2 separate regions of the Mus musculus genome follow, and region 2 is linked to region 1. The links are chromatin contacts, called in public Hi-C maps. All regions are on one chromosome and are shown on one strand. Each heading gives the region's core, a stretch centred on a gene start, on an enhancer-like site or on the middle of the called end of the contact. The rest is flanking DNA. Distances are from core to core; before and after follow the strand shown. Region 1 holds the start of Laptm4a (lysosomal-associated protein transmembrane 4A). Region 2 holds the start of Itgb1bp1 (integrin beta 1 binding protein 1).

Region 1 (2,751 bases), core at 130-2,629:
AATTCTGGCTAACGTCTAGACTCAAAACAGAGACCTCTGGCTACATCACCGAACGCCTCAACAAAAACTGCAGGAGGCACCCGAACTGGATTTCGCTTTCGATTCGGACAAAACGTCCGAACTGGCTGCATAACTGCGGGACAATAATTGTTTCGATGGGGGGGTGGGGCGGGATGAGGGTTGCGCACTTCCCGAACCCGAAATGACGATCCTATTCCCATCCCCTCCCAAATCCTGGGGAGCCCCATCTCGTAAAGCCTCAGTTCACAGTTAAAAGCACCCCGAAAAGTAGCGCCCCAACAACTTTCACGTCCCCGCCCCCTGCCCACCAGGCCCACTTGTCGCGCAGGCGCACTGGCCTGGTGGAGCGGCCCTGCCAGCCAGCCCTTACCATGTACCAGGTCCCCAGGATGATCGTCCCGGTGCGGACATGGCAACAGCCGCAGCACCGGGTGCTGTAGAACCGGTCGCTGCGGCTCCGTTTGAAAGTCATGGACACCATCCGGAACCTCGCGGGCCTCGTTCTCGCCCAGGCCCCTGACAAAAGCTTTCGGCCCAGCGGTTCAACCCAGACGACTCTACGACGGTGTCCACAGCCAAAGGACGCGTCTTCTGGCCCGCCCTCGGCCCGGGCCCTTGCCAACTCCTGTGCGCCTGCGCTCTGGGCGCCCGGCGCCGCTCTCGCGGGACGTCGGCTCGGAATCTCTCCCTCCGCCTTCTGCCACATACAGACCAACGAAGAGCGGAAGGCCGGGCTACCTGGCTTCTGATTGGAGAAGATGTGGAGATTGAAACAGATCACGCCCAATCAAAAGTTCAACTCTCTCCGGCGCTGTTTGACCGCGGTGCGCGTGGCTGGGCTCGCTGTCGGGGGCTGTAGGAATTGAGGGTAACTCGGTAATTCACCGTCTCCCAGACGAGCTCCGCAAGGAGGAGAAGGGTGAAACAAGACGGAGTTGGTGGCAGACAGCGGGCACGGAGATTTTTGGCGCTGTCTTTCGCCACGTTGTCTTTGTCACTGCGAGGCCCACGTGACGTATTCGTGCTCTATTGTTGGGCCTGTCGGGGCGTGCCTGCGGGAAGGGGCGTGGCTACCATTCTGGCGTGGCCCTCTAGGCTCAGACCAGAAAGGAGGGCTCGCAAGTAGGCTAAAGGATTGGATTTCTGTCCTTCCCCCATCTCTCTGAAGCCTACTTAGAGGGAGCCAATAAATACCACTGGACTCTGCCAAAGGCCAAGGGATTAAGGAAAATGACAGCATGATAAAGTGGAGAAACCGCTTAGCTGTTGAGTTTATACAGATAATAGTGATTTTTTTTTTCTTCTTGAAGAGAAAGATTGTGAAGGACATTGAAATAGGCCAGAAAAACAAGCAAAAAAAAAAAAAAAAAATAGAGAATGAGAGAGTGTGTCTTAAGTGAGAAACAAGCCACACTTTTCTGCATGCTCTGATGCCAGAGTGAGCCTCAACTTTCTGTGGGATGCTGGACATTTCTACAGCATGTTACACGAGACTCACTGACTCATACCTCTTCTCAGAGAAAGCCATTTGACATAAGTTGGGTGATTCAGTTATCATTTTTACTTCAACAATGGGTGCTTTATATTCACTCTATAGTTCCTTCTAACATCTTATGATCCTCATTAACTGAGTCAAGTTTTTGACTGAATTTATTTTGTATTTGTTTTAAGATTTGTGGCTATCAGCCGGGCTGTGGTGGCGCACGCCTTTAATCCCAGCACTTGGGAGGCAGAGGCAGGTGGATTTCTGAGTTCAAGGCCAGCCTGGGCTATGCAGAGAAACCCTGTCTCAAAAACAAACAAACAAACAAACAAGGCTTGTAGCTACCTTGAGAAGGAATGAAACTGTACCATAGTGTGCAGCTGTGGATAATAGGCATAATCAAATAAACACTGAATAATTTCAAAGAACCTCAAAAGTATTTTGGAAAGAGGAAGGGAAGAGATGTCAGGACAAAATCCATGCCTTTACCATAATTTAAGCCAGTAGACAATGCTAGAATTTTATTAATGAAAATATAGTATATATGAAGAGGTGGTAAGTGGGTAAAGTGCTTGCAAAGCAATCGTGAGGATTCATGGAAAACCAGACGCTGTGGCTTTACCTTTCTGTAAAACCCAGCTGTTACAGCCAGACAGATGTCTTGAGTGAGGAGACATCCCTGCAAGCTCTCTGGCCAGCTAGCCTAGTGTATGAGGAAGCAAATGAGGGGGATGCAGGATTTGTGGGTCTTTAAGGTTCCTAGAATATGTGTGTGAGTGAAAAAACGCTACATGTGTAGCAGTCGCTAGAGGAAGCCAGAAGCAGACATAAGATCCCCCTGGAGCTGAAATTGCAGGCTGCCTGATGTGGGTCCTGGGAACTGAACTCTAGGCATCTGAAAGAGCAGAAAACACTTGGTTTTTTAGAAGACTGTGTTTTATGTATATGAGTGTTTTGCCTACCATAATTGAAGCCAGTAGACAATGCTAGAAGTTTATTAATGAAAATATACTATATATGTCTGTTAAGAACATGGACTGGGCATAAGGAGATGGCTCAGTGGGTAAAGTGCCCACTGGAGGCCAGAAAAGGGTGTTGGATTCTCAGGAACTGTTGTTACGACTGGTTGTAAGCCTCCATGTTGGTACTCGGAACCAAACCCAGGTCCTCAAGTGTTCTTAACCACTGAGTTATCTTCCCAGCCCCTCTTTAATTCATAGTCTCAATTTCCCTTCCCCGTTCTTTCT
Region 2 (2,751 bases), core at 94-2,593, about 12 Mb before region 1:
GTGAGATCTGTCAGAAGAGTTTCCAACTGTTTTGAGACTCAGCACAGTGCTGACCTATACTCCTGAAACAGATGTCAAAATGAGCACTGAGCACGGTCACTGGTATCACTGCACTGCCCAAGAGCAAGCACTCCTCACAGTGAGTGCTTTTTTCCACATGAGGAAGTGGGTTCATTGAGGCTACTTCCGTATTAAACAGGAAGACTGGGTTTCAGGTCTGACACCAACGTAGCTGTCTATTTTCACAAACTCATTCCAGCACTCCCCACTTTACAATTTCACCAAAGGCGTGAAATCAATGAACTCAGCCCATGCCTGGTGATTTTGTTTGATATTTGCTTAGTGTATATAGGGAGATGACAGCATCACTTGGGTACATTCATTGGTAAGTGCTCAGTAAATCTTACTTTATGAGTGGGTAAAGGAGATAGTTTCCGGCCTTTGAAAATGTACACATTCATGTGGTGCCAAATAGTGTCTCATGCTGAACAACAACCACGTGTATTGGATGAGTCTCACCGCTCATCCAGTACGTTCTGCACCTTTAAATGTGTGAGGCAATTCTCTACAAAATATTCCAGAACGCCATTTCCACTAAAACCAATCTTTTATGGTGATTTAGCTCTTAATTTCTCGCGGAAACGCCTCAGCTTTCCCCTCTCCAATTTCCTCCTACCTTCTGCTAAGGTCTGAGCTCTCAAAGTACATACACCACGTCTTTAATTTCCCCGCCCATCTGAGCACGTGTAGGGTCCTGGAAAGGAGGCAGATGCAGTTCTTCCTTGCAGTGTCCTCTATCTGTCGGTTCCCTCAAGGCTTGCTCTGATGTACGAGATCCAGACTTGTGTTAATTGGCAACCCTTTCTTTATGAAAACACCCAATGACCTGGATTTTTTTTCCCCAAAATACCCTCCCCGAGACTGAAGGAAAAATGACATTCAACCTAGATAGCCCATCGATCAATGTTCTCCAAATCCCTTGAACCTGAGAGGCTGGACCCGCAGCTGCCTCCGCGGGGGTCCCTCCAGGCTCTCACACATACGGGGAGGGGGGCTCGCTCCCTCTCTAGCGCATCCCTTACAGGGGTCGGATCAGCAGCTGGTCGCTCTCCTCTGCAGGAATCGCAGACATCCTGGCAGTCTCAGGAGCAGCGTGGACCACGAACTCGTCGCCGCAGTCTCTAAATTCAAAGCACAGCTACTGCAAACCAAAGAAGAAAAAACCCCCACCACCAACACACAACTTCCGGCGCTCTAGCGTTCCCGGAGCTAGATTCGGCCCTCCAACTTCCGGTTCGAGAACGAGGTTCTTTAGGTTCCCGGAGGTGCGGTTAAGGAACTGGAGGCGCGGCCTAAAGACTGCGCCTGCGCATGATAGGGGCGTGGCCCAGCGGACCAGGGCAGGAAAACTGGCAAAGCCGGAGCTGGAATACGAACTGGAATAACCTACCGGCCGCCGCCGCTGGACCATCCCACACCCCGCGAGACCGGGGCGACCGGGGAACGAGCCGAGGAGGCGAGGTGAGAACCGGGCCTCGCCTCAGCCGGGCCAGAGGGTGCGGGTGTGTGGGGAGTACCCCGCAGCCCGCCGTCCTCCCATTCCCTCCACGTCCCGAGGCTGAGGCACCGACAGAGTGCAAACCGGGGAAAGGAAGAGGAGCTCGGCGCCCGGTCAGGGAGGGACCCGCGTTCCCGTGACAGGTCTACCGCCTGCCTCCCCGGGGACCAGGCTCCGCAAGACCCTGAGGCCTCCCTCTGCTTGTTGCTGCACCCAGGTGGGGTTGGAGTTAGCTGTCTACATCCTCACTTGTGCGAGGCATGTGTGCAGAGCTTTGGAAGCCTGATCTTGTCGGGGTCCCCAAGTAAACTTTGTGATGTGGGACAAGTTATTGAATCTCTGGCTTGGTTGACTCACGTGAATGCAGCTGGGCGTTCTCACTGCTCGGAAGGCTCCGATGACCCTAGGGACCGGCTGCTCCAGATGGGCCAGAGTGAGGGCTAGCGGTTTCTGGAGCATCTTGGCGACGTTATTGGATATCACCTCCTAGGGCAATTGTCAGAACCCTGTAACGAGTCCTCTTCCGCTATACTGTCTATCTACTGAGAACCAATTCAGCCTCGCCTTGCACTAGTTAGTTGAGGGAGTGGGAGTTTAAAGAAGAAGATGACATTTTAATGCTGTGATCTGATGTCTTTTAGTCCAACCTGAAAGTCCAAGGAAGGCTTTCTTTAAAAGGCCCGAAATAAGTTGTGCGAGGCAAGTAGTTGCCAAGGAACTTACAAAATGAGAGTTCTGTGGGAGGGAAAGTTAGATAGTATAAGAACATACAGGAGCTTAGAACCGCTCAGAACCAAAGTGGCTTTGCGTTCCTGAGAGATGTGTAGCTCATTGTTGAAGACAAGCTTGAGAGAGAGTGGTTGGAGAGCCCTGGGTGGGTTCTTGCTGGAGGGATTTGACCTTCCTTAGTCAAATCTTAGTAGTCAAATCTTAGTAGGACACCGGTGAACAACGGCCTAATAATACTGAGCTCTGATCTGTGTTTGAAAGAAATCATTGTTATCTTCTTTTCCTCCTCCTCCTCCTCCTCCTCCTTCTTTTTTTTTTTTAAAGATTTATTTATTATTATATGTAAGTACACCGTAGCTGTCTTCAGATGCACCAGAAGAGGGCGCCAGACCTCATCACGGGTGGTTGTGAGCCACCATGTGGTTGCTGGGAATTGAACTCAGGACCTTCGGGAAGAGCAGTCA

The links. A called contact is a pair of places that touch in the nucleus more often than the background predicts.
Region 2: a contact with region 1 is called in a Hi-C map of CD4 T cells, with 13 times the contacts expected there. The contact joins the promoter of Itgb1bp1 here to the promoter of Laptm4a in region 1.

The regions. Positions count from the first base shown.
Region 1 is chr12:8,919,935-8,922,685 of GRCm38.p6, reverse strand. It overlaps Laptm4a (lysosomal-associated protein transmembrane 4A), which reads right to left and starts at 1,379. Exons shown (of 7, transcript NM_008640.2): 1 at 392-1,379. The coding sequence starts at 727.
Region 2 is chr12:21,284,876-21,287,626 of GRCm38.p6, reverse strand. Itgb1bp1 (integrin beta 1 binding protein 1) reads left to right here and starts at 1,343. Exons shown (of 7, transcript NM_008403.5): 1 at 1,343-1,521. It overlaps Cpsf3 (cleavage and polyadenylation specificity factor 3), which reads right to left and starts at 1,330. Exons shown (of 18, transcript NM_018813.3): 1 at 1,083-1,330. The coding sequence starts at 1,132.